4 separate regions of the Sus scrofa genome follow, and regions 1, 2 and 4 are each linked to region 3. A link is a contact called in public HiChIP or PLAC-seq data. All regions are on one chromosome and are shown on one strand. The core of a region is the stretch at or near the end of the contact, and the rest is flanking DNA. Distances in the headings are between cores, read along the strand shown. Region 1 overlaps CUX1 (protein CASP). Region 2 overlaps CUX1 (protein CASP). Region 3 overlaps CUX1 (protein CASP). Region 4 overlaps CUX1 (protein CASP).

The links. HiChIP or PLAC-seq counts read pairs in DNA pulled down with a chosen protein or histone mark.
Region 1: an H3K27ac HiChIP or PLAC-seq map of skeletal muscle shows a contact between it and region 3. The contact joins two enhancer-like sites. A contact is called at or near these places in 2 of 2 datasets of contacts at active chromatin or transcription factors (alveolar macrophages and skeletal muscle).
Region 2: a contact with region 3 is called in an H3K27ac HiChIP or PLAC-seq map of alveolar macrophages. The contact joins two enhancer-like sites. A contact is called at or near these places in 1 of 47 Hi-C or Micro-C datasets (epiblast stem cells) and 1 of 2 datasets of contacts at active chromatin or transcription factors (alveolar macrophages).
Region 4: a contact with region 3 is called in an H3K27ac HiChIP or PLAC-seq map of alveolar macrophages. The contact joins two enhancer-like sites. A contact is called at or near these places in 2 of 2 datasets of contacts at active chromatin or transcription factors (alveolar macrophages and skeletal muscle).

What each region holds. Positions count from the first base shown.
Region 1 is chr3:9,344,030-9,350,724 of Sscrofa11.1, reverse strand. All of the region lies in intron 1 of CUX1 (protein CASP), which reads right to left. Among named protein-coding and RNA genes, the nearest start is that of CUX1, 30 kb to the right of the region's middle. Within about 2 kb of position 4,989, at least 40 of the 83 cell types and tissues checked have an H3K27ac peak or open chromatin away from gene starts, as enhancers often do. A contact at or near this core is called in alveolar macrophages and skeletal muscle, where this site is marked.
Region 2 is chr3:9,363,123-9,369,331 of Sscrofa11.1, reverse strand. The region is part of intron 1 of CUX1 (protein CASP); the gene reads right to left. Among named protein-coding and RNA genes, the nearest start is that of CUX1, 49 kb to the right of the region's middle. Within about 2 kb of position 3,296, at least 18 of the 83 cell types and tissues checked have an H3K27ac peak or open chromatin away from gene starts, as enhancers often do. A contact at or near this core is called in alveolar macrophages, where this site is marked.
Region 3 is chr3:9,542,946-9,549,995 of Sscrofa11.1, reverse strand. The region is part of intron 8 of CUX1 (protein CASP); the gene reads right to left. Among named protein-coding and RNA genes, the nearest start is that of SH2B2, 120 kb to the left of the region's middle. Within about 2 kb of position 4,710, at least 22 of the 83 cell types and tissues checked have an H3K27ac peak or open chromatin away from gene starts, as enhancers often do. A contact at or near this core is called in alveolar macrophages and skeletal muscle, where this site is marked.
Region 4 is chr3:9,386,193-9,393,259 of Sscrofa11.1, reverse strand. It overlaps CUX1 (protein CASP), which reads right to left. Exons shown (of 23, transcript XM_021086269.1): 2 at 241-351. Among named protein-coding and RNA genes, the nearest start is that of CUX1, 73 kb to the right of the region's middle. Within about 2 kb of position 3,474, at least 15 of the 83 cell types and tissues checked have an H3K27ac peak or open chromatin away from gene starts, as enhancers often do. A contact at or near this core is called in alveolar macrophages and skeletal muscle, where this site is marked.

The sequences.
Region 1 (6,695 bases), core at 3,740-6,239, 200 kb after region 3:
AAATTGTAAGGAAACCAACACAACCACTGCCCCCACACCAACACTGGTCATGAAACGATTTAAGGACACACTTGGCTTGCAGATTATACCGGATTTTAAACACACTCCTTGATGCAAATAAAGTCAGTATAATTACTCAGAGGAAAAGCCCACCCTTTTAGAGGCAACTTAAAGGGAAAAGAGGGCAGGGCATGCCCGCCCCGCCGAAAGTCCGGAGCCTGGGCTGGAGCGGGGGCTGGCCCTGGGAGGGTCACATTTCACAGGCAGCTGTTCCGTCAGGCTGAAGGGCAACAGCAGGCTGGAAGGGCAGGCCGATAGCTCCACAGGTGGCCTGGTGTCAGCTGAAGAGTGAACTCAACAGAATACAAGTGGCATCAACGACCTCGGTAGGATTTACTATATTAACCTGCCAGAGGGTAAGCTCCTTGCGGGCAGGAATCACCCTGACCTCTCTCCCCACCACCCCAGCACCAAGAAGAGCAGGTGGCCAGATGCTGAGGACGCGTTTCCTTCGTTACTGACTGCGTGTCCAGATCCCAGACATCCATATCGTCACAGAAAAACAGTCAAAGGAAACAGATCACAGCGTTAACGGGGACTCGGACCCTGGCAGGGGGTGATGGTGTCTGGCGCCTGACTACCCGCCCTCGCCCAGCAGCCTGGACCTGTAGAAACCCCACTCCTGCTTCTTAGGGCGCTGGGTGTCGTCCTCTCCCCGCCAGACAGGGCTCCTGGAGGGCCCACCGGCGCCCAACGAGCCTCAGCGCCCAGCACCTGGTGCAGCGCCAGGCAGTTTGTTATGTTCAAATGCCCGAAACATTTCAGTTTCAGAAGACTGGGGTGGAAATGGGTTGCAAATGTGACACCTGTTGCCGACCCTTAACAGCAAACCACTAAATGTGGAAACAGGGCTTCCACTCAGAGGAGCAAGGATTACACAGAGCTGCAGATGAGCGCACGGGCAACACGACCGGGAGAAAAAAGACGGCCAGGAGCGCCGGTCCAACCGGCAGCTGGAGGCAGCTGGAGGCGGCCATTCCCCCTCCTGCGGCGGGAGGGCGGGAAGGAGGCAGCCGCCCGCCCTGCAAGCGCAGGCCGCCCCCTCCTCCTCCTGCGGGGCTGAAGGGCGGGTTCTGAGCAAGGCAGAGACTCTCGACTGCCACAGACAGGAGAACTAGAGTTTTCTGGATGAAGCACCTGAGGCTCAAGAAAGCAATAACCAGCCCCGCTCCCTGAGGCAGGCGATGCTGAGCCCTGGGCCGGGCCACCTCCCCTCTGACACCCACGGCTGTCTCACTTGTGCGCCACTCGGGAGACACGCCTCCTTTCTTATTGTTCATTTATCTTTTTAGGTGTGGTCATGGCATTACGGTGTTCAGAAAAAGACAGTTGCATTGTCTTTTAGGGATACATACTGAAATATTTATGGATAAAGTGATGCGATGGCCTTTGTCAAAAGTCAACAACCACGCGAGGGTAGAGATGAAATGAGACGGGCTGTGAGCTGTTACCCGGCGGAGCCAGCGATGGGACGTGGGGGGGGTTCAGCATAGCTGCCTCGCTATTTCAGGGTATGTCTGGAAGCCTTCACCAGGAAAAATTTTCTTAAGGACTCTCCAAAATATCAAGCAGCGGCAATGCCAGCTTCTTCAAGGAGCGTTCTGCTACCATCCGGGTCTTTCTCCAAAAAGAGAAAGAGGAGATGGGGGCGGGGGTAAAAACAAAAAACAAAACACACAAAACTCTTCTAGCACTGTCTTTCAGACACTGCCCCATAAAACTCAGAGCAGGAAAATGGGCAAAGAAAAAAAGAGAGCAGCTCATTGAACAAGTTATCAAGTCGGCAGAGAAAACAAGCCATGTCAGTATTAGATCATTAAATCAGCATTCTGGCAAAAAACACTATTTCCAAACATTCTGATGACAGCTGGATCAAACCCGCCAATACTTGACAGCAATAAATATAGTTATTTGGGAAGAAAAATAGGGAGTGACCTTACAGTTCCACTGAAATATGCCAAATAAGGAAAGCTTGAAGCTGTAGGAAATGGAAAAGAACGGCTAATATTTGGCAAGCTTCCTTTATGATCAACAAATTAAAATGTTAAGGAAGCAATTTGTTGAGAAAAGATATTTTTAAAAGGAGCTGAATCATGCAGGTTCGGCCCCGGATATGGTCAATTGGTAATTTAAGATCATTTTTTACAAGTTAATGTTTTCGGCCCCCAGAAATTGCATTTTCGACAGCGCCGAGTTAATCATCACCCACCTCCCTCGCGGCTCAGGTGGAGGGAGGGAAGCCTGACTTAGTTTCACTGCAGCCCTGCCCTTAACCCCTGGTCCGCAGCCACTGCAAACTCAGCTGCCATCCAGTCACTTGAATGATAAGAGGATAAACAAAAACAGAGCCTGGAGTGTAGCTTTACGACTCCAAAGACACTCTGGATGCCAATCCATTTTCAATCATTAGCCATCTGACCTACTTTGAATCTAGAAAGCCTGACGGTACTGGATTTCTTCAAGGGAAGAAAGGTACAAGAGTACCGGTTTTCACGATCCATGAATAAACAGGAGGGCGTCCTTGTGATTAAAAGCCGTTCCCGTTCTAAGGGCCAAAGTGTACTTTCATTAAGGCGCCACAGTTCGCACGGGGGGGGGGGGGGGGGGAGATCGGGGCAGCTTTTATAAATAGTGGCTCACGTGACCACAAGTCACTGCAGAAGAGGCGGTCGGGGGGGAGGGGCCAAGAGGGGCTGCTGGCTTGAAAGGGGCCAGAAGGGGCCCTCTGAGACCTGACGGAAGTACAACCAACCAGGGCAGGCCGAAGTCCCTACAGTGGGATCCCCGCCAGCGCCCCCAAAACAGAAACCAAAACGCCGTGGGTGAGACTGTGGTCCACTTGCTTGCCAGAAGCGGCCTTCGCTTTGTCATAACCTTGAGGGATCTAGACACTGCATTTTTTGTAAATCTGTGCCCTGGTCGTGCACCCTACTCCTTGAAAACAGCTGAAGTACACTGTCCGGCTTGAGACACCCCTTGTTGCGGCATGAGCCCCGCAGCGCGCGGAGCTGCCTGCGATGCTCGCTCCCACACTCAGTCAAGTGTCAGACCTGGGGTCACTGATGCAAATGTGGGTCCCCACGGGACAGCACCACCCGAACGGCCCCAAGTGATCCCCCAGACAGCGCCTGGGGAATGGCTGGCCCTAAGGGGGCCATTCGGCTCCCGCAAGAACTACCTGCCAGCACCCAGGGCCAGGGGATGAGCCTGACAGGAGGAAACGTGGGACTGGGAGGGGACGAGGCCAGCTGCAGGCTGTCCGTTCGATTTATCACAAGCCGGCCCACCTGGAGGCCAGAACCTTCAGGTTAGTTCTGTCAGCTGGTCAAAGGCAAGGCCGCAGCTCGTCCCCAGCCAGAATGGAGACAAGAACCCCTCATCTGTTGGTGAAGCTCATGAAATAGCCTGCCTCGGGGCAGAGGGGGGCTCCCCTGGCCTCACTGAGAAGGAGGTCAGTTCGGCAGGTCTGGTGAGGCTTCGGGTTTAGTGTCTTCCGTCAGTTTGCACGTGGACGGCTAGTCGTACAGACACTGCACAGCTGGCTGCTAGACACAGCGCACCCTAGCCACCGTGCTCGAGGTGGAGCAGGCAGGAAAACTGAGGGCACAGACGCGGATGCACAATTCGCCCAACACGCAGGCGGACTCCACAGAGCCGCGAGGGCCTCCACGCCGGCTCCCGCAGCCAGACACCCCGCCCCTGGCCTCGGCATCCTTACTGATGACCGATCTCCAAAAATCACCAGGAACAGCTAAGGGGGAAAAACCCTGCCCCGTTCCCCCGCCCCCCAAAAATCCAAAAACAAAAGGAGCAATTCTGAAGCCTCCCTGCAATTCTGCGAAGCCACAGGAGGGCTATGTCGTTCCTGGTAATGGGGGGACAGCCTAGTCGGCCGGGCCGAGTGGGGCCGGAGGAGCTGGGTCAGCCCCTCCCACCTCCGGCGTGGGGAGACCAGGCCCTCTGCGCCCAGCACATCCATCCGCCACTGGTTAAGTCCCAGCCTCCTGCTTCACCTGATTCCAACCTCACGCTGCTTTATTTAATTCAAAACAGCTGATTTCAGAGGCGTTCATCTTTCATTCTAGTCCACATCATTCCAAAAGCCGACTATTAAGTAAGAGCGGTGAAAGGCCTTTCTGTGTTGAAAACATCTTTTATGTGTTGAAAGTGGATGAAAGCCATGCATTTTGACTCCTGGAAAAAAAAAAAAGCATTTCTTTTTATTTCAAGAGGTATTTCAAAACTATGACATTTATTGAATGCGGTGCCTATTCTATGCGTGGCACCGTGGGAGGTGCCGAGGCCCGAGGCAAGCACAGCCCCTGCGCAGAGAAGCTGACCCCCCTGCACAAAACAAAGACCCAGAGGACAGTCGTCCTGGGTGCGGCCAGGGCAGAAATATAGGGCAGCCCCGGAGTGCCCCAGGGGTCAGAGAAGGACAGATTCCACCCGCTGGAGGGGGTCGGAAGGGCTTCATTCAAACAGAAACAGGAACTTGAGCCGAGCAGGCCTGCAGAGGCAGAAGGGAGAGGATGGAGGAGGAGGCTGCTGGGGGGGGCGGGCAGGTCCGAACACCCAGGGGCCCGTGGGCTGCACGTGGGGGAGCCAAGGAGGCGGCAGCCCCAGAGCGAGGGGACACCAGGAGGTCAAGGAGGATGCGGAGGGGTCACAGGATTCTTCTGGCTGCAAGAAAGCAGTTTCGGTTTAAGGATGAAGAGGGAACCGGGAGAAGAGAGGTCCCTAGGCGCTTCCTCAAGCGCCCCGGCAGTGGCCCCGCGGCAGGGCCCCCCCGCCGCCCCAACGTCCCCACGCCGGAGAGGCAGTTGAAGTGGGGCCGCTTTGGAAGCCAGCGACCGCAAGGAGGAAGCGTTCCCTGGGCCTGCAGGAAACAGGTTGTGTGGCTGCGTCTGTCCGGTGGGAGAGGCCCAGCCCTGGAAGGGTTTCCAGCCAGAGGCGGTGAGGTCTGTCCGCCCGCGTCATCGCTCTGTGACGTCCCCTCCCTTTGCAGACCCAGGCGACTCCCCGACCGGCCCGTGTTTAGGGCCCTCGCTGGGGGAGTGGAGAACACTGGCTCGGACCAGCGACGACGGAGCTCAGAGAGCGCGGATGAAGACGCAGCTCCGATGAGAGGAACAAGCTGCCACGGAGCACTAACCTTCTGATGGGTGCGTATCCCAAGGACTTAAGACTGGTGGCGACTGGCACGCTTGCAGCTGACCTCGGGGGTCTCTTTACGCAGGGGGAGCACACGAAGTACCAGACTGAGCGCCGTGACTTAAATTGGGACACGCCCACTGTGCCACCTGCACACTGAGGTAAAACACTACCTCTCGCCAAGCCTCCTCTCCGTCATCCGAGGAGACCTGAGACGCTGCCGAGAAAGAATCCACAGCCCCCTAGGCGGCCCCTGGCAGGCAAGGCCACCGGGCCAGACGAAGGGGGTTCAGGATCACCGCAGAGGAATAAGGGGTTGCCGAGGAGACCGGGCTGCTGGGGCCCGGAGGGCAGAAAGGGCTTCTTAGGGAGGCAGGGGCTGAGCCGGGGGCTCCAAGGGACAGGGTCCCACCCTGCGAAAGGGGGAGAGGAGATCTGAGGCAGGAAGCGGGGCGTCCATGTGTTGGGGACGATTACAGGCGAGAGTCGAGAATAATGGGGTTGGGGGGACCAGGGCAGGAGATCAGCAGAGCCAGGCTGAGGCCGTTCTAGTCCCTGAGTGTGACAAGCCTCGGCTGAGAACGAGGTGCCACGTGGACACGAGCTGGGGCTGCCATACCTTAGTCCCCCAAGGACACCATGGTTAGGAGCTCCCATTTACAGAGCAGCACTTCACAGATTCTCCCTCTTTGTGGGCTTTTTTTTTTTTTTTTTTTTTTTTTGCCTTTTCTAGCGCCGCACCCGCAGCATATGGAGGCTCCCAGGCTAGGGGTTGAATCGGAGCTGTAGCCGCCGGCCTACACCACAGCCAGAGCCACAGCAACGCCAGATCCAAGTCACATCTGCGATCCACACCACAGCTCACGGCAATGCCGGATCCTGAACCCACTGAGCGAGGCCAGGGATCGAACCCGCAACCTCATGGTTCCTATTGGATTCGTTAACCACTGAGCCACGATGGGAACTCCCTTCTTTGTGTTTTTTAATAACCCAGTTAAGAAGGTCCCATCTTTTACCACCTAGTACCAGGCCTCAGGCTCCAAAGCCCACACACCTCCCTTCTTTCTGTCACAACCAAGGCCCCTGCACTATGAGGCCAGTGTCTGAGGCGTTTCAGGAAAAGCCTCTCTGAAGACAATTCCCAACATGTTCCTCCCAGGTCCCAGCCTGGCTGGAAGGAGCCCCCAAAAGACTGCTGTGAAAGACAAAACAGACGTGTCTCCTAGAAAACCAGTGTCGCCAGAGACGTAAAGCCTTCCCGTGTACGTTACATTTGGGATCTTGGAAATGTGTGACTTCCAGCCTCAAACTGGCAGCTTGACACCCAAGTTACCTCTGCTCCCTCGGGCACAGTAAGGTCTAGGCTTCCAGGAAGGGGGAGCAAAACAGAAGCCCACCAACGCTTAGAAGCCTTCTAGCCGCTGAACTAGGCACAGTAGCCTTAACAGACCAGAGAAAGCTCACAGCTTGGCCTCAAGACA
Region 2 (6,209 bases), core at 2,047-4,546, 180 kb after region 3:
CAAATGGCAGCAGGAGAAAGTGACCCAGAGGCCGTGGGAGGAAGGAGAGCCAGGCGGCTCCCTCCACGACGATGCTGCAGCATCTCGGGGGTGTTGGGTCACTACAGGGTCCCCGGGGGGGGGGACTGACGTTCCAGAAGGTCCTCAGCACAGCGGGCTCAGGTCCACAGGAGCTGGGAGGCTCAGGAAACCCTCCTCCTGCCTCTCCGGGCTCATCTTCCCTCCCCAGGGGGATGGGGACACGGGGCCCGCTGAGCACCGGCCCCTCTGTGAACGAAGCTGGCGAGGACTGGCTGAGTGAGAAGGTGTGATGCCCTCGGAGCAGCCCCGACCCAGAGGAGGTACTCGAAGGGCGAGCCGGGCCTACTAGTCCTTGACGCCCACAGCCTCATCAGAAAGGGCCGGGCGACAGATCCTCGGAAAACATAGGTATTTCTTCAATAACTGATGAGAAACCAAAAGGAAATCTCAACAGCGAGACTGGGGCCTTTAAGGACAAGGGGCCTGTGGTCAGGGGTCCCCTGGGCAGATCCCTCCCGCTCTGAGTCCCCCCTCTCCCCCTCCCCTCAGTGCCCCAAAAGGGTCAATCCGAAGGCCTCCTAGAGGCCCTGAACGCTGCAGTGGGGACGGGGGAGATGGGGGCGCTCAGCCGCCCACCTCCAGCTGGGGGTCCTCCAGGGGAGACAAGGCACATCCAGCCCCGAGCAGGGCATCCTGTACCTGGAGCCACTGGCACTCCCGGGGCGCTGGAAGGCTTCTCCCAGCCTCCAGCCAAAGGAAACAGACCTCAAACGGTGGCCACATGAAAGGCCCATGTGTAAAAATAATTCCGTTCAACAAATATTTCCGCTACATGCAAATCACAGAAATAGGCCCAGGAGCAGAGGGCACAGGGAGGGGAGGGGAGGGGGCAGTGCTTCACAGGGCCTGAAACCCAGTGAGGAAGTGAGGAAGGCTTCCAGAGAGGGGCCTTCTGGCCGCTCCAGCACCACCAGAACTAGGCGGGGGACGGGCCAGGATTCCACAAGAGGCGGGAGGAACGGCCAAGAATCACTAAGATCTCATTAGAACAAATCCCGTTTATCCGACGTTTGTGGTGTCACATCTATCGAAGCGCCAAATAAGTTTTAAGCACTTCTATGCTAAAGTCGATGTTCTAATAAGGCATAGGACTTGGCAAAAAGGAAGGAAAAAGGACATTAAACAGAATTAACTGTAATCCATGAAATTGACCACCACGTGGGGTTTTGTCTCAAAGCCCCGCCTGTGGGCTGTTTGGCTCCCTTGCGGAAGCCTGCCCGCTGCCGGCCCAGGGGCTCCGTGGGGCTCCTACCCTGGGGGGGCGGGGGGGGGCGGTTCAACGATGACCTGCAGCAATTATGGAAGGAGATGGAGAGGAAAAAGGAGTTCTGCAATCAGAAGTTTCTAGACTCCCAACAGGACGACTCTACAGATAAGGCGGGATGCCGAGGTCCACAGCTGGGGACCCCATTCCCCCTATTTCCCAGTGGCACCTGGCAGGCCACGGGGGGCCGTGGGGACCCTGCCACTTTAGCTAATAAAAGCGCAACAAGAACGAGACACAGCCTTCGGAACGAAAGCCAACTTTATCTGTATGTGCACATTATAAAAACCTCACGCAAGCCAACAACTTATGTTTCATCCCAATATACTTTTCAATAGCTCTACTGTAAACAGAAATTACTGGCAGGATTCTGATGACAAGGATGGCAACGTTCTGCGTTCAGACCGTGTGACAGACTCGCCCCATGATATAAATAACTTGATTAAAAAAAAAAAGGTGATGAGTGCCACTCCTACATATGAAAAATCAGTGACATACGAAGTTTAAATAACAGCCATCCTCTTCACTGCCTAAAACTGGTGAGCTGAGCCCGCAAGGCTGAGCTTTGGAACTGGTTGCTGATCTGGATTCTGGAGTCCCGGTTTCCAGGGACTCGGGGGCTACGCACGAATTAAACGACCGAGGCGGCAACCACCGAGCAGAGCTGCTGTCACGTGCAAAGCCCAGAACCAGCAGGGCCGAGGAGGTCTGCAAAGCTTTCACCCCTGACTTTCGAATCCCGGACACCCTCATGGTGGGGGAGTCGGGGGCCCCTCTGTCCACTGCCCTGGGGGGAGGTGGGGCCTCCAGGGACTCTGAGGCCATCAGGTCATCAAGAAAGCTGTTTTCTTCCCATCAAGGAGCCCAGCTCAGAGCAGCGAGCCCCACACAGATTCTTTTGCAGTTTCTTCCTAAACATGCGCACGAAGGGCTACCCGTGGTGGGCGGGGCACAGAGAAAGGCCCTGAGTTTCCAAGTCAAAAGGTGATAAAAGGGAGGGGCCGCCAAGCGCAGGTTCTGAAGGGACACCAGAGAGGGCACCTGGCTTTATGTCCACCCACCGTTTCCTTCAGGATTTTTTTTCCTACAACTAAGTCACACTGACAGTATCTGAGAGCCATCACACATTGTCACTTCATTTTCGTTTCAGGAAAAGAGGTCTCTGGTAAGGGATATCTTCGCTAATCAGGGGAGCCCCAAAGATCGGCGTGGGGTGGCTCCGGGCACCCCCTCCAGCAGGGAGCACCTGGTGGCCTGAGTCCGTCAGTGGACGGAATGGCTCGCTGTGCTCAGCTCATTTCTTGCTAGGTTTATCCGCCTCTTGCTGTAGGTCAGTTCCTTTCTCAGCAACTGACTGTGCCCTGGACACGTGCAACTCGAGGCCACGTGAACCCTCTCATCTAAACCCCGAGCCTTGGGGGTGACGCTGCCAGGCCCATACGCGCGGCACTGCAATGGGCGTGCCCTGGTGTGGACTTCACCGCGGCCCTCAGGGGACCTTTCTCAGACGGGGATGCTGGCTCAGAGACATCCAGGACCGGGCCCTGGGTCCCACAGCCGGAGCCCAGCTCCCAGCCTTCTGGGCCAATCTCTCCATGCCCAGTCGGCCTGCCTCTCGGGAGGGCGGGGACAGACACGGCTTCTGCTGCGGAAGATGCTGGTCTGGCCCGGACTCAGTGGGCTGTGCCTCGTCTTCCTGCAGAGGCCTGCCCGGCAGCTCCCTCCCTGTTACAGGAGCCTCCCCCCCGGCACAGGGCCTGGCGCCAGAGGACCAAGATGTGAGAGCAGGCGTGGGTGGCCAAGGACAGCAAGGGCGCTGTTGCTGCCACAGACCCTCCTCCCCAGCGCGCTGCCCGGGCGGAGCGGCGCTCGGCCTTCTTTGGGGACCGGCGCTGCACTGGACCCGGGCTGCGATTTTGTCCTGGAGTGACAGAATGACTCAGCTGTCCTGCAGCAACGCCAGTATCCTCCCTTCCTTCCTCAAAATTGGGCCCTGTAAGGAGGCTTCCAGACGCCCAGGCAACAGGGCCCCGCTTCCCTTTTCTTTGCGGCCAGAGGACCGACCACAGGATGCGGGGGGTCCAACAGGTTCTGTCGAATCGCTGAAACGGCACGAGAAAGTCTTGACAAATCGGCGGCGTCAGAAAATCAATCCCCAAATGCCACGTAATTCACTGACAAGCCCACCGGGGCATTCGTATTGAATGGGAACGGATTTCTTTTCTTGAAAAGGACCAAGATAAGAGCAAGAAACATATTTACATCTCGTCTGCAGACCCGAGCTCTCGAGCCGGCAGGCAGGAGGGATGGGAACGGCGCGCCACAGACAACCCGGGCCTGCCAGCGATGGAAATTAATGGGAAGGTGAAGAGCTGCTTTCGATGCTGGAAGGGCTCCAGTAAAAACTGGTCTGTACATGGGAACACGGTGTCAGACTAAGAGAGAATCAGCTTGTCTGACTTGTGGTTTTCTTGACAGCATTCATCTCCTCTTGGCCTGATGCAGGGCAATTAGTGCGTGTCAGCTGAATCATGTGTTATTAAGATCATTCAGGCATTTTTTAATTACGGTGAGCGAGACAGACAGTAATGAGATCTCCAGCAACTTTAACGTCCCACTTCCTTTTCAGATAAATCTTCAGCTTTTTTTTCTCTCCCCCTCCCTTCTAGTGATGTTTCAAAAGAATGATTTATTCCTGCAGGTAGATACATGTAACCTACGGTCCCGGCTTCCCCCACCTCCACATAAAACATCCACTGCTGGGGCGGGGCTCCACCCACATCAATCAGAGACACGCTCCTTAAACCTCTGCTCCTTAAACCTCTGCTCGCTCCTTAAACCTCTGCTCGCTCTGGTCAGACCTGGGATGGGTCTTAAGAGGGGGCTCCGCGGGGCTCTCCAGCCGGGCCCCTGCCGGCCTGCTGCGCTCCGCTGCTGAAGGATCACTGCCTCGGCTTGATCTGACACGAGCCCCACGGTCCTCTGTCCAAAAGCCGCTCTTCTCTCGATTAGCTTTTCCAATCCCGTGACACAAAAACCCAGCAAGTGTAAAAATGATTTAATTTGCTTTTATAGTCTATATTTCATTCTATTTGCTTTTAAATTAACGAGTCTCAAAAAGGTTAAAGTGCAGTATCTGGTTCAACTTGAATCGGGGTTCGTAATTTCTGTCTCTTTAAATGCTCCCCTTCCATCGATAATTTCACGGAGGAAATAATTTCCTTTCCTGGGAGATTTCAAATCTTTATGGTCCTGATCCTTCCTCTGCATTCAGCCAGGAGCCAGCGTGATTTCGGAGCTATTCCTGGGGCGCCATCTGCTTCTTTACGAGGCCAGTGAGAGGGGTCTGGGGGACGCGAGATAAGGCGGAAAGGCCCCCCAAAGCCCCTTCCTGCACACCCTCCTCCTCACGCTGTGCTCCACCGGGGCTAAGGAACAGGGCCTTCTGGGCCTCTCACAAGCGCCGTCCGCGACCTACGTGCTGGAACCGGACTTTCTGCAGGCAGGTGCTCCAAGCCTGTGACCCATTCCGAGGAGTATTTTTAGGAAAGCCATTTTAAAAGATCCTCTTCCTAAGTTGGTTCACAATGTTCCTTTGAATGGAGCACATTATATAATGCATTCGGGATATTCTTGTGCTCTGAGTCCTGTGTGCCTTTAGCTGGTTTTTTTTTTTTTTCCCCCTAGTAAGCCTTTTCCTGGAGGCGTTCAGAGCATTCTGGACCAGGTGTGCACTGCAGCCACAAACACATCCCTCTGTCCCCCCCAGCAAAGTCACCTTTCCCTTCTGCCCCAGGTGACCGTCCCCACCCTCCTTGACTGCAAGCAGGGAAGATCAGCAGAGCACGATCCCAAAGTCTCCTCCCCCCACACAAGCCACCTCTCCCACACAAGCCACCTCCCCCACACAAGCCACCTCGATGTGGAAGCAGGCTGCCCTGTGCCTAGTGACCACAAGTCACCCAGCAGGACACCTTCCTTGGAGCCGCTGTGCTGCCTCTGGGCAGGAACAGAGCCTACAGGTGAATCAATGCTACGCCTGGAACTCCACCAGGGACCCTGCAGGCAGCCCGCCGGGCACCCAGCGAGAACTTCTATCTGCTGGCAAGGCTAAGCTATGGAAGCAGAGAACCACACTGGGTCTCAGGTGGCAGACCAGCCCTCAGGTGGGCCAGGCGGCGGGGTCACACTGTCTGAGCCTCCAGAGTGGGAGCAGCAAGCCCGAGAAAAAAGCTGAAGACCACTGAAGCCAGAAAGACCAGCCTCACCCAGGAAGAGGCCAACAGCCCCTGAAAAAGAAACTCTGAAATGCCAAGTGTAAGAATGTATTTATCTAGAAGAATAAAGCAAAAAGTTACATTATTCTAAAGGGCTCCAAACCAGAAATAAAACAGGGAGGAGAGGGAGGCATCCACCCTGGTTTCAAAGGGCTTTTTAGGGGAGAACACTCTAAGAGCCACAGGAGAGGCGACTTCTAAATGTGTGCAGGTTTAAGCCATCACAAAGGGACTTCGGAGGGGCACAGAGCGTCAAGGTCACTCAGAGCTACGGGGGTGGCACCCTGTGTTCCCATGGACACCCCAGAATTCCTTCTGGACGCAGCTCAACTGCGGGAGGCAGCCCCGGGGACACAGTGTCCCACCGGAGTTTGCAAAGGCCCTGAAAAATCCATGTCCAGATACTTAAGCACGTAGGTTTGTATCACGTACAAACATCGGACAGAATCTACCACAATGCAGGCATGCTTCTCAGCCTAACAGTATTTTGAAGACTTTTTTTCTACATAAAAACTTGTCGCCATTTCATCTTTTTCCATGAAGTTAAAAACAAAAAACAAAAAAAACCACACACACACACACACACA
Region 3 (7,050 bases), core at 3,461-5,960:
CCACGTCCTGGACAGCTCCTTCCCTGAAGGCCACTCTGCAGACAGCCGCTCAGGCCCAGAGAAAAGTCCCAGCTTTGGGGACGGCGCTGGGTGATAAAGTTCATGAGGCTGAGAAATGCGCAGGCTCTTTGAACCCACGTGTAGTCTAATCCAAGCTTCCCGTTTTGCTCCTGAGGACACTGCTGCTGCCCAGGGAGGGCACTGCCATAGGCCACCCCCAGTGATAGAGCTGGGACCCGACCCACTGGCTGCCACCGGAGGCCGGGATGTCTTAAGTGCCCCAGGCAGTGCTCTGGTCCCGGAGCCCCTGGAGACCTCTGGGGCGCAAACGCCTCATCTGAGGCCACGGGGAAGCGGCAGCCACGGGCAGAATATAAAGCCACCAAAAGACAGAGTAAGCGTGCAGGTTCCTGGTTGAAACCTGTAATGACGGCAGCGTGGAGAGATTAGGCTCCCACACAACAGGGCACTCAACGTGTCACCATCTCACGGAACACCTGAGATGGAATATCGTGCGGCCTGTGTGACGTTTCTGAAGAATGACAAGAAAGAAAGTTACATAGCAAGTTAAAAAAGAAACCAAACCTAGAAATGACAACTCCGTATCAGTCTGATGCCATCTGTGAAAAGCAAAAGAAGAGAGATGGAGCGTGGTATGGAGAAGACTAGAAGGAAACACGCCCAAATGGTAAAAGTTACCTCCGTGTTGTGAGAGAACAAGTGATGCTCTGTTTGTAAAAATCTTTCAGAATTTTCTAAATCTTGTGTAATAAACATGTATGACTCTCCTCATTTCAAGTAATAAACGTCGAGTTCCCACTGTCGTGGCACAGCGGGCTGAGAACCGACGTAGTGTCCCTGAGGTTGCAGGTTCGATCCCTGGCCTTGCTCAGTAGGTTAAGGATCCCGCGTTGCCCTGAGCTGTGGTGTAGGTTGCAGAGGCGGCTCGGATCCGCGTGGCTGTGGCTCTGGCGTAGGCCGGTGGCTACAGCTCCGATTGGACCCCTGGCCTGGAACCTCCATATGCCATGGGAGCGGCCCTAGAAAAGATAAAAAAAAAAAAAAAAGTCACATAAAAGGAATTAGCTTTCACTGAGGTGGGGCGATTCCAGGGAGGGAGGGTTCCTCACCTCCGCCAGCCTTCCCGCCTGCCTTGGAAGGGCCCCTGATGGGTCAGGCGTGCCAAATCTCCTTCCCGCCACTTCGGAAGCAAAGGAGACGCGCTGCGTCACAAGGACCCACGTGGCCATGGCCCTTGGTGCAGCCAGGGACTCCCCCGGGGGTGGGGGCCAGAAAGGCCCGGCCCGGGTTTGGGAGGAATTCCTCCGCGCGTGGAAGGCAGTGTGAACATGCCGGATTGCGCCCTGGTTCTAATCCTTTGCAAAGCACTTGGAAGGTTTGGGTGGCTCCTGCTTGCTTCCTAGACACCAGCAGCTTCCTTGGTTGGCTCTCTTGGAGACAACAGCCTTGCTGGTCAGGCTGCTGGCTGAGGACCGCGAGGCCGTCCCTCTGCGCGCCTCCGGCCCACAGCCCCAGCACAGGCACAGGCGGATTGAGGGATTCAACAAAAGCCTCGGGGGCGGAGGATGCCAACAGCCACGTGGTGTGCGGGGTCCAAGATGAGGGCCCTTCTCTGGGGTAGGTCAGGTGACACCTGCCAAGTCTGTGCGGTCTGGGGACGCTCCCAGAGCCTTCCTCGGGTCCCACAAACAGGAAGGTGCCCCGTGACCATGGCCACCCTGCAGGTTACTAGATGTGCTAGAATCGTCTACAAATGGATGTTTTTTCCCAGCAGTTCCCTTTCCGTTAGCTTCAAACTGGGAGTTCCCCGACACTGCCCCTCACGGTGCATCAGAAAAACGTCAAGGATCTCTAAACAACCAGAATTTTTAAAAAAGTGTGCCAAACGCAGGTGACCACCTATGAAGAAGGCTCTTCTCTCCACTGTCCTCTCCCAGGACGCTGGAAGGATGCGAGCCCTCTCCCTCCGCTCATAACCACGTTTATACACACATGCACACGGGGCAGCTACACATAACGCGTTTGGGGTGTGTGTTTCTGTGTACAGGCCGGGTGAGTTGTGTGCACATCTCAAGAGTAGCTCCCCCCGCCCTCCTTGCTCTGTAGTTCTAGCACCTGAAATGATGCCTGCGTTATTTATTCATTTTTATGGCCACATTCACGGCCTACGGAACTTCCTGGGTCAGGGACTGAACCTGAGCCACAGCTGTGTCAACACAGGATCCCTTAACCCGTTGGGTGTGGCTGGGTTTCAAACCCACACCGCTACAGAGACCTGAGCTACTGCAATCAGATTCTTAACCCACTGTGCCATGGCAGGAACACCGATGCAGCGTTTGATGACCAGCTAAAGGGCGGCGGAGGAGATTGCCAATTCTCCAGGGTGCCTTGCAACTTCTAGAACTGCCTGGAGTCCACGGAACAGGTGAAGACCCTGGCGCTCAGAAGAATTTCTACCTGAGTTTGAAACTGTGAAGCCACGCCCTTCTTTCTGCGCAGCTCCCCAAACTGGGAGAGTTCCAGATCCGGGCTGGAGAAGTCAAAACAGATGCAGTCAGTGCAGAAATCAAGGAAAGCTCTTTAGGGCTCCCCCAGGCATCCCATGTTAGGTGTGAAGCAAAACGCTTGTACAGAGATGGAAAATCCCAGGAATTCTAGAAAATGCACACACTCTTTTGCAGATAAGTACAGGGGGGAAAAAAGGCATCAGTTATTCCTGGCAAGTCTGATCACTCTCTAAGGTTTAAGGGACAGTAGTTTCTTTATTCAAGTCCATCCCCTCGAAACCATCAAAGTAACTGCTTCTCTATTTTTAGGGAAATTAATCTAACCAGGATAATTACAGCAACCCGTACTGGAAATTGATGACTCATCAAAAAGCCAGGAAACAGAAAATGTTACACTCTTAAAGGTACAGCGGAGAGACTCCATTTCAGGCCCCTGAGGTTGGTCCTTTCAAGCTCCATCAGGGGGAGAAGTAACATTTGTCTAAGGTGGGGGGGGATTCTGCGTACTGGGCCCTACCTGGCCCAGCTTCCTGAGTCGTGGCTGCGGAGCAGCAAAAAAAATAAATAAAAGAGAAATCCGTCTGCGAGGGTAGATACAGGGGGGCTCATGGAGAGAGAGAGAAGCCCTGCAACCCTTCAGGAAGGCCCGGGACCGGGCGTGCCCGCACGCAGGTAACACAGCTCTCTTAGGAGGGGAGAGATGTCCCAGGCCACGGTGGGAGGGCGCAGAGCGCACCGGACTTTGAGTCCAAAGGACTGCATTTGGGACCGAACTCTGTTCCCAGGGCTGTTTCTTTGTGCAACAAGCAGGGCAGACACTTCCTCCAGGACTGCGGGAAAGAGCAAACAACATATCACGCAGGAAAGCGCCGTGACACGGCCCAGAGCCATCCGGCTGCGTGGACCATTTGGGTCCCTGCCCCCCCGGGGGTCCCCCCACCCCGGGAACACTGGCTGCATTTCTCACTGGCGGAGTCACGTCTTCAACTGCTGGCATCCTCCCACTTTCGAAGCTTGCTTAAGTCCTCCGTGCCCTGCTGGGACACACAGTTCCATCTCTGCCCAGGGCGGGGAGGGGTGCAGGCTCCCCTCAACAAGTGGACACAGCCCTAAGCCAAGCTCGCCCGGGAAAGTTTTCTGCCTTCTCAGAGTGTACTGTATGTTGTGATAAAACACTGGTTTTGTATGTGTGATAGAAAGAAACCACTCTAAAAGGAAGCCAAGGGAAGTTCCTCTTACATGTCTCTTTTGTAAGGGCCTATGTGAGGACATGTGCCTACAATGTGGTTCTATTTAAAAAAGCACACAGGCAAGGAATATGGTATGAGTAACCTTAAGAAATATGAATGTTACTGGCAGGAAGGGTTTGGGAGGTGCAAATTCTCCAAAGACTAACATTAGCTATAAAAAAATGCAGCATTTCAGCGCAATTCAATATTTTCTTTCATCGGAGGCTCAGAGCCTCAGCCCACGAGTTAAGAGGAATGTAACAAGCTGACTGTGTGTTACAACTGAAGCTCCTTTTGCAACCTGGTGGCCGCGGACTTGAGCAAAAATGGGAATTCCTGCACTTTCGCCCAGAAGGCTGGTCGCTCGGCCGCGAGGGCCACATTCCTCCCGCATGGGCAGCGCTGACCTAAGCTCAACCACAAGCGGACAGCTGCGCGGGCCGGGCTTGGAGCCGGGGGCAGCGGGAGCCGTCCAGGCCTCTCTCCCGGAGGCCGGAAGATGTCTGCTCACCTCCAAGGCCGTGCAGGGCGGGGGGAACCCCTTCAATCTTAAAATCCAGCTCCCTCGATTTTGCTCGCATGTCCAAGTTAACGTCAGCTGGGGAGCTCCATCTTTACTTGCTAAGAGGAGGGGGAAGACGTGAGCATCTGAGGAAGAGGGTACTTTTTTAACTTAAAAAAAAAAAAAAAAGCAGAGAGAATTCATTTATTTAACCCAGAAACAGTCATAATCCGAAACCCTGCAGTCCTTACACAACAACTGTTTTGGCAAGCCCCCCCCATGTTCCAACAAATATTAAACTGCGCTTGCCATTTGTCTAAGGAATCCTGCATTAATAAACATGAAGAAGCAGCCTTTACCTCCCACTCGCAACGACAGGACAAAACAAAGACCAGCTGTGTTCATCAATGGGTCCTTGTTCTGCACATAAAGGCTAATTACACTGCGCTTCAAGCCTCCACATGGAAAACTTTGCTGCTGCTGCCCCGTCACAGCCGGCCGTGCAGGCCCAGCTGACGCGGGCCGACGGCTGCGCCCAGTAAGTGGGGGCTCCCAACCGCGTCCCAAGTGGGGTCCAGGGGTAGTCACCCGGGGACACCTCCCAGCAACCTCCGGGGGGAGACCCAGCCGCTCAGGTCCATCTTGCCCAAGGCCGGAGAAACTCAGAAGCGCACACACACCACGACGCCCCGTGCAGGCCTGTCAGGGACAAGTCTCTCCTCGACAACAGAAGAGCTGATTGCGATGAGTGACAGCGACCCGGGCTGTCGCCGTGCTGGGGGCTGCACACACACATCCTCGTTACCCTGCACGGGCAGCCAGGGCCCTGGCTGCTATGCCCAAGGGACGGGCGAGCAAAGAGAGACGTGGGGGTCGAGCAGCAGAGCCAAGGACACAGAGGGCGAGCGGTGGGCCCAGTGATCACTCAAAGCCCATGTTCCATGAGGCCCCCCAGCCCTTCTGCGTGTTTCCTTAAGAAATGTTTAAGACGCCCTCCTTAGAAGAGAGAAAACACACGGTTTTGAAATGTTTTGAGGCCGTCTGTGAAAAGATTTGCCCCCGGCGGGCTTATATCCCTACATCAACGAAGAGGTGTCTCGTCTAATGCAACACACGTAGGTCGGGCCTGAAGCCCGAGGTAGAGAGACAAACCTTTCCCGGAAGATACAAGCGGAGGGGAAGGCTGAGGGGGAAGCCTCACGTGGGCTCGCCAAGGCCGAAGCAACTGTCTCCTAAGTTAAAAGAAAGTAGCAATGATTATCTCAGGCCGTTCTCTCCATTTTTTGCGGCTCGGGGACCACTTTCAGTATGTGCTTGGCCCGGGGCTGCTCGTCCGGTCTGAGCCTTGCTCCACCTCACCTGGGCCCGCTTCCCAGCCTCAGGTCACATGTCACCCCCTTTGGGACGGCTTCCTTGACAGTCCTTTCCTTTGGCTGGAGGCCTGCCACCCCCCCCCACCGCCCCCCTCCCATGGCCGAGGGGAGCCCAGGCGGAGGGAGGAGGGCAAGGCAGGGGTGGCAGTGCTGCCCTGGATTCCTGCCCCCTCCCAAAGGCCACAGGTCCTCTCCAGGTGGCCCCTCCAAACAGAGGCATGGTAAGGCCCAGCCCCCACCCCCGGCCTCCCTCCTCCCCTTTTCTGACCATCCCGGCTGGAGTGGCCCATCTGTCTTCTGTGGGGACCCTGTGCTGTGCTGGCGGACAACCCCTCTATCGCAGCAGTGACCATGCTGCATTGCGACGGCTTTCCTCCCCGAGCCTCCCCAAAGGCGGCCTCCGGGAACGTCGGCAGAGCTAACAAGTGGATCTGTGATCTCTGAGTTGTGCCCGTCAGGCTCACATTCCCTGTGCCCACGTACATGCCACACCTGCCTCCCTCATCACTGGAGGAGGTGAGGGTTTCCTGCTGGGATCACAGGAGGGGACACGCCCCAGGAGCACCCAGCTGTGTGTGACAACACTGAGGTCCAGAAGCAAGGCACTCTCATGAATCGGAACAATGGGCCCCCATGCGTTTTTGGTTTTTTTTGGGGGGGTGTATCTTTTTAGGGCTGCTTCTGAGGCACATGGAAGTTCCCAGACTAGGGGTTGACTGGAGTTACGGCTGCCAGCCTGCGCCACAGCCACAGCAACGCAGGATCTGAGCTGCATCTGTGACCTACACCACAGCTCACGACAATGCCGGATCCTTAACCCACTGAGCGAGGCCAGGAACTGAACCTGCGTCCTCTTGGCTATTAGGCGGATTCGTTATCACTGAGCCATGATGGGAACTCCCCCCATGCTTTTTGATTCTATTTTCCATTTACTTTAGTTCAATGAAAATGAGCAAGTAGTGAGATTTTGAGGAAGAAAAAAAATCTTTTTGGCCTTAGGATACTCTGATACGACGAGAAAGAGTCTAGAGATGTTTTTTCACTGAGGCCCCCCCGCCCCCCGCTGCCGCCCCCTGCGCGTGCCCTGGCTGCAGCAGGACAGGTCTCTGGGGCTCCTTTGGGTGGCTTGCTGATTCAGATGCCCCAAGTCTTAACCATCTTACCTGGCAAACAACGGAGCCAGCCACTCAGGAGCAGCCTGGGGCCCCTGCATGTATAAGCAGTAACTGAGGACAAGAAACCACCCCTTCATCACGACACCCTCTGCCCCCCAGAAAGCAGGGTCACCCGGGAGCAGGTGACTGAGCTCTTCACTGCTCTGCTGAGAGACAGGCGTCACCCCGAGCTTCCCCTGAGCCCCGGGCACAGCAAGGCCAGGAGAGAGTAGGGACGGGGCGATGGTCCTTCTTCCTTCCTTC
Region 4 (7,067 bases), core at 2,225-4,724, 160 kb after region 3:
CACCCAGCTTTCTCAGCACCGGCGCCTGGAATTCGCTCGGGCTTCCATCCCGACCCCAGCCCGCCCAGAGGCACGCCACCCACCGGCCAGAACAACGGGGCCGGCCGGAAGGAAGTGGCAGCTCGCGGGTCTGCTGGGAGTGAGATGCCTGTGACACGTCTTCTGAACGTGCCCTGGGCAGTAAGACACGCCCCGCTCCTGCCCGCCCCTTCGGAGACCGGGACAGAAACGCCGCCTCACCTCTGGAGTGTTCTTCTTGAACTCGCGGCTCTGCTCAATGAGCCGCTTTCTGGACTGCTCGCTTTCATCTTGCCGGTTCGCCAATACTGTTGCGGTGGCATCGAGTTCCCTCTGTCGAGAGAAACAGAAAGGGAAGACAAGATTGTAATTGCACTTGATATGGGAGAAGAGCCCACTTGCATTAGGTCAGCACATGGGGAAGGGCTGGTGGCTTGATGGAAAGGGACCCGGGCACAAAAACCAAGCTCCCGCCCATCCCCGTGCGTGACTGACTCGAGATAAACCAAGGCCACTCAGCCTGATGCGACGTCTACCAACACGCACCTCACGAGCAACTGCTTCTACGATACAATGACACGCAGGTGCATTTTTCTTTGTTGAAGCCAGAGTCAGGCCGGTGCCCAAATGCCAGCCCTCCCGGAGTCTCTGCTCTTAACAAGTGTCTTTCCTGCCAGTCTCCGGGCTCAGGCCCGCCACTCTCCTCCTGGCTGCACGTGGGGCATCCTGTCTGACTCTCCTTCCACAGGCTGGGCCTGGAATCTTCTGCAGTCACATCTGATGTGGTTTTGGTCAAGAAATGGTTACGGTGGGCTTACTATAGGCCGGACATCATGCTCAGGTTAAGAGGGACCTTAAGAGGCAAGTCCCAAGTAGAGCAGTTCCCGGGGTCTTGCCAACTTGGGGAGGGTACCTGGAAGGAGCGTTACCCTCCAGCCCGTTCTGTGGCCCACTGGGAGTGGCCCCCGTCAGAAGACCTCTGTCACACACAACAAACCGACACTCAGAGCATCAGAGGACCTGTGTCCTGGCCTCGGAAACTCTGGGAGGAGCTGCCAAGAGGATCTGTTTGGAACAAGCCTGCGGCAGATGGGCCCAGGATGGTGTCCCAGGCGGACAGCAGGAGCACAAGGACACGTTCCCGAAGCCACCGAGAGGGTGGCTTCAGCCACTAAAGACACACACTGGCATGTTTCGCTGAGGATTCAAGCAGGTGCTCCAAGTGGCTTGTCGATGGTGGGGACCGAGGCCCAGCAGAGCCAGGCAAGGCGAGGAAAAGCCAAGCTGAAGATCCAGCCACAGACCTCCACGGAAGCTGTGTGTCTTTTTCCAGCCGCCTCCGTCCACCCCGGCTTCCTTGCTGCCGGAAGTGAGCGAAGGCGGCTGCAAGCCCTGCTGGAGATCCCATCATTGGTGCCCCGACTGGGGCGGGGGGCCGCTGCCAGCCGGGATGGCAGGGTGCTGGAGCAAACATCCGGGGTGCTGTCGACTTGGAAACAGCAGACCGTTTTGAAGGGGGCGGCGGGGGGGGGGCGCGGGGGGGGCGGTCGGCAAGGAACCGGGGGTGGGGGCGATCCCGCCACACCACGCGGGCTTCTGGCGGTACCGCAAATCTCGGGCAAGCAGGTCCAAAAGAGCACCGTGGGCTGGGATCCAAGAACAGATGTCGAAGCTACTGCAGAAAAGAGGGAGACACTGCACATTTGGACAGACCACATTTGAAACACACGCCCGCCAGCGAAGGCAGGGAAAAAAGAGCAACCGAACCCAATGCGGCAGCGTGGGGACGAAGACGGAGGAGAGAGCAGTCGAGATTCGCAGAAGGCTTCTCAAAAATATAAACAATCTGGTAAGGAGGAGGACTTAGACATCTATATTTAAGCAGCAGCAGCACAAGTTATAAAAGGAGCCTTCAAGAAAGGGGGAAAAAAGCCAATATTGAAATATGACAAAAAAAGTCAAGTTGATGTTTGGTTCCAATCACACACAGATGCAGAAAACTTGGAGAAAAACAAAGAGCTTCCCACAAGGGCCCTACTTCCTGGGAGGGGGTGTCACCTAATCAGACGGCATCTGGTGACTTCTGCCGCCAGGGGCTAGATGCTGGGGGCACAGGGGAGACGATGGGGTCCCCACTGCCACCCCGCCTTCCCATCTAACTGGAAGAGCTTGGGGACCGTGGGGGAGCACTACAGGAGAAGCCCAAGAGCATGGAGTCTGTGGGTCCCTCTGGGACCCTCGGGTCCCCGTGTGCTCTTCTCGCTCTGAAGGTCCCAGCCCGGCCCGGCGGGGGCGGGGGGCGCTCTGTGGGCAGATCAGTCTGGAAGGCCAATGGCGGGGGCACAGGTCACTTGATGGAAGGTGAGCAAACCCACCTCCATCGCTGGGCCGCAGGGCCAGGGTGCCCGAGGTGACCCGCTGCCGGCAGTTCCCTACCCGTGCCGACACGGCAGACAGGCCTGCAGGAGGAACCACCGCGGCCACCACGGAAACAGACTGGCACAACGAGGATGAGAGTCTGAGCCTCCACTGCCCTGGGTCTGGCTGCTCAGAACAAGACTCAGTCTTCAACGGAGAGTCCACTAAACAAACGCCACCCAATCCCCTGGAGGACGCCGTCTAGGGCTCCGGGGACAACGCGAAGGGAGGAGACGGCTCTGAAACAAAAGCCAAACACTGTTTTCTTATCTATCCAGCCTGCCAATCCTCCAAGTGCCACATGTCATTACGACACGTTAAAAGGGAATTTAACGTTCCAGGGGAGGGGGCAGTGGGGGCCTAAAACTCAGAGGCCCCCAGTGGTCACACACACAAAGGAGCGTGAAGCATCCCTGCATTTGGAAGGCATTAAAAACTCTCTCACGCACGCACCCCCCAAAAAACCCCAAAACAAAACCAAACCCTAGAATGACCTGAAAGTCCAGCAATAACATATGGGCACATCCATTCAAGAACTATTTTGCAATAGTCAAAAAAAAAAAAAAAAAAGTACAGTCCTACTGCATGAGCTGGAATGATCTTTAAGATATGTAAGTGAAAAAAGCAGAGTGTAAAACAACGCTACACTGTTTAAAAGAGTATCTATACCGACGCTTGCGGAAGCTTGGGCTGTCTCCAGAAAGATACGGAGGACACTTGTAGCCGAGCTCCGCTCTGGGAGGAGCTGGGAGGCAGGGCCTCGACCCTCAGCATAGGTCTTTCTGCTCTTTTGCCACATGCATGAATTACCTAATTGGAAGAGCTGCAATATACATTAATTATACATATACACACACACATACCCACTGCTCATGTGAAAAATGCACATACACCTGGTTACAGAAATGTATCTCACATCCCACACGAGTGCGCGGTCTCCGCGTCCACCTGCCCGGGGACAGAGGCCTGGACAGATGACCCCCTGACTCAGGCTGGTGATTCAAAAAGTGAGGCAGGCACATCCGTTGTCAAAACAACAGCTGTTTCTTGCACAACACACTGCACACTGGCCAGTCTCAGGTTGTGTGAACGAGGAAGAGGTGGCCCGTCACCGAGAACACCACTCAGTCGAGCCCCAACCTTCTGAGGGCAGGGCGGGGGAGGGCGGCCCCCCACTGCTCAGAACTGGCCCCCTGCCGGAGAGGCCTGCCTGGCGGCCCCGGGTCCCAGCTGATGGCGAGTTGGCCACGGTGGCAGCAAACCCACGGCCTCTGAACCCCGGGGTTTCCAAGGAGACGGAAAAAGCCGGCGCCGGTACAGGCAAAGCATCGGGAAAGGACGGCACCTGGGCGCAGGAACTGTGGGGGCCTCTTTCAAAGTCAGGACGCGACAAGGTCCAGGGGAGGACCTCTGGCTGCGGACACCCCAGCCCATGAAACGGGGGAACTAAGTGCACAAGCGCTGCGGACGCTGCGATCTTGTTCTCCTCACTGCCTCAAATTTCTGGGATCTTATTCCTCCGTTTCCGACAGATCCTCCAGGGGCAAAGCTCCCAACCCTGGAGGTTTCTTTCTCCCCGAACTCCCGCCTCTCAGCCAAGTATTAAAGGCTTATTAAACACACACAAAAATAAAAAGCGACCATAGAGCTGCCTATTTAAAAGAAACTGTGGGTGAAATTTCTCCCAAAGAAAACACGTCTCTAACAACGTCAATGACCAGTTTGGAAGCGCTCACCTCCCAACTGAGTATGTCAGCTGTTTGCTTTAAACCAGGGCTTCGGTAAGATTCTGTCTCCTTGAGGCCTCAGGCCCGGCCTGCCAGTACTCTGGGCAGACACACCCGGGTCCCCTCTGCCCCAGCACCCCAGGCTGGCAGGGAGGACACCCTGGCCACCAGGCATCTGAGGGGTAAAGTATTGTCTTTTTACTGCCCCTAACTTTAATCCAAAGAATTGGTTCATGTGATGGTTCTTTAGGGCTTATCTGCCAACGAATCAACAGCAAATCCTACATGAGATTTATTTATCTTGTCTTTTTCGGGCCGCACCCAAGGCAAATGGAAGTCCCCAGGCTCGGGGGTGAATTGGAGCTGCAGCCGCCAACCTACACCCCAGCCACAGCCACAGCCACAGCCACAGCCATGCCGGATCCGAGCCACGTCTCTGACCTCACCACAGCTCACAGCAACGCCAGATCCTTAACCCACTGAGTGGGGCCAGGGATGGAACCCGAGTCCTCATGGATACCCGTCGGGTTCGTTACCGCTGCACCACAACAGGAATGCCCCCATCTAAGAATTTAAAGCGGCTGTATTAGGGGAAATGGCGAGCACTTGAGTGAAAAGGTAAAGGCCAGCCCAGTCTCTGCAGAAAGTCGTCCTTGGAGGGTGTCCTGTCTCGTTCCGGTAACAGAATCACAGGACAAATGGAAGACACTCTGGCTAGAAAGGGCTGAAGGCCTGCAGTCCCCCTGTCTCCTGTCACCCTCCCCCCCCCCGGAACCCTACTCAGGACATCTGAAGATGCTTCAGACCGTGGCCTTAGAGAACCCTGGCTTGGATTCCAGGCTCCACCCCTGCTGTAACCTGTGTGGTTTTGGTCAAATGATGCCCCCTCCAACCCCTGGAGGTAACTAAGACAACGCATGTCCACTTGGAGGCACAGTGAGCACGCTTTCGAGGGGAGGTTTTCTGTACTATCAGAGCCACGCACTTGACCTCAGGGCGGAATGCATTCCACATCCAGTCTCCCCCGCTAGGCCAGGGGGTCTCTGGGCACGCACAGGTGCATTGAAAGTTGACGCTGACCTCCAGGTGCCCACAGTCCAATTGGGGAAACCAGGCAGGCAAAGAAGAGCGATAGGGCAGAGGGGCCCAGGCTGGTGAAACGAAAACAGAGGCTCAAGTTCAGTAAGGCAGAACACCCTGCCAGCAAGAAAGGGCTCCAGGGTTTTGTGAAAGACAAAACCCCAGGCCACCCTGGCTGGGGTCTGGGGGTGGCATGGCCTCTATCCCCACGGCCCTCCGTCCCCTCCTCCCGGCTCATCCAGGACCCAGCACAGCCCCCGGTTGTGACCATGAATGGGGCTGAAAGGAAGCAGGATCCGGGTCAGGTCACCCCGGGGATGGGGGGGGCGGCTGCCTTGGGAACAGAAGTCGGGGAAGGGCTGCCGAGAGGGGGCTGCGGCCAAAGCAGACACGCCGTGTTCAACCAGAAGCCACAGACAGTGACCAGGTCACCCACCCTGAGTGTCCCCCCCACCCCACGCACAATGTGCTCAAACACAAGACTGCTCGGGAAGGGGCCCCAGGTCCACGATCCTGGGGCCATTCCTCGCCCTGGGAGGAAACGACCGCGCGGGGCCGTCCTTTCACCGTCCACCCTTTCGTACCCTTTGGATTGTCAACGCGTGAATGGAATGACTCCTCCTAAAAAGCAAACACGTATCAGTTAAAATCTCATTTTTCCCCTGTAATGAGACAAAGGCTTTGAAGGACTGATAAGGGCCCCTGGACACCTCACTCCCGGCAAAGCTCTCCCCCGCGGTCCTGCAGGAGGTGTGATTGGGTCTGCGAGCGGGTGTGGACGGACGGCGGCTCCGCTTCAAGGGGAACCCTGCAGCGTTCCCTCGGGAGACGCTCGTGTTTTCACTTATCTCTGAGGTTTAAGTGGAGACCCCAGCCCGACCCCGCGTCTCCCAAGTGTTTCTTCCGACACGCAACCCTCGCCTGTCCCCTCCCTCCCCATCGCGGTCCCTGACGCCCCGCCAGGTGACAGGGCGAGCCGTCTCCGGCTCCCGTGTCCTGTCATGTGGTGCCAGGCGGTGGCCAGCAGTGAGCACCCCACCCAGGAAGCTGTGGTTTCTACAGAATCCGACAGGCCTGCACGCAACCCAGGAGACGCTCCACAGCAGGCAGGGCAGCAAAGGGGGAAGGAGAAACATGGGGGGACCCCAGGCAGGGCGGCGGGTACCGGAGGCGGCAAGGCGCCCTCGTCCTCACAGGCATGAGTCCCCACGCAGCTGTAAGGTGACGGGGACCTACACACCCTGCAGGGACGGGGACGTGTCATTCCCTGCCCCAAAACCTTGAAAGGCCTGGATGAGACCACCAGGAGCCACCCTGCAGCTGGCCTTCCTCCAGCGTCCCCACAAGGCTGGGGCCTCTCCTCAGCCTCGGGCCCTTGGGGCAGGCTGTTCCCTCTGCTTGAAAGCCTTTCCCTTCTCTCTCCCACGAAACTGTCGGAATCTGCTCAAATGCCACTTCCCAGACTCCTCGTCCCTTTCGCCCAGGGAAGGTGAGTGCCCAACTCCCCAAACGGGGCCGCCTGGCGGCGATCCTGGTCCGTGATCCTGTGTCTGATCCCGCAGCTGCCTGGGTGCTCGGTTAATGCCAGGCGCCCCTCAGCCTGTAAGCTCTGGCAAGAAATGTGGTTTCTGCTCACTTCACACCGTGCCGGGGGCCACTGCAGTTGGCTCCCCGTGCCTGTAGGCTCCGCATCCAGAGATTCAATCCACCAGGGATCGAAAACATTGGTGGGGGGGGGAATTAATTCCAGAAAGCTCCAAAACGCAAAACTAGAATTCACCACCTGCCTGCAACTATTTACACGGCATTTACATTGTATTTACA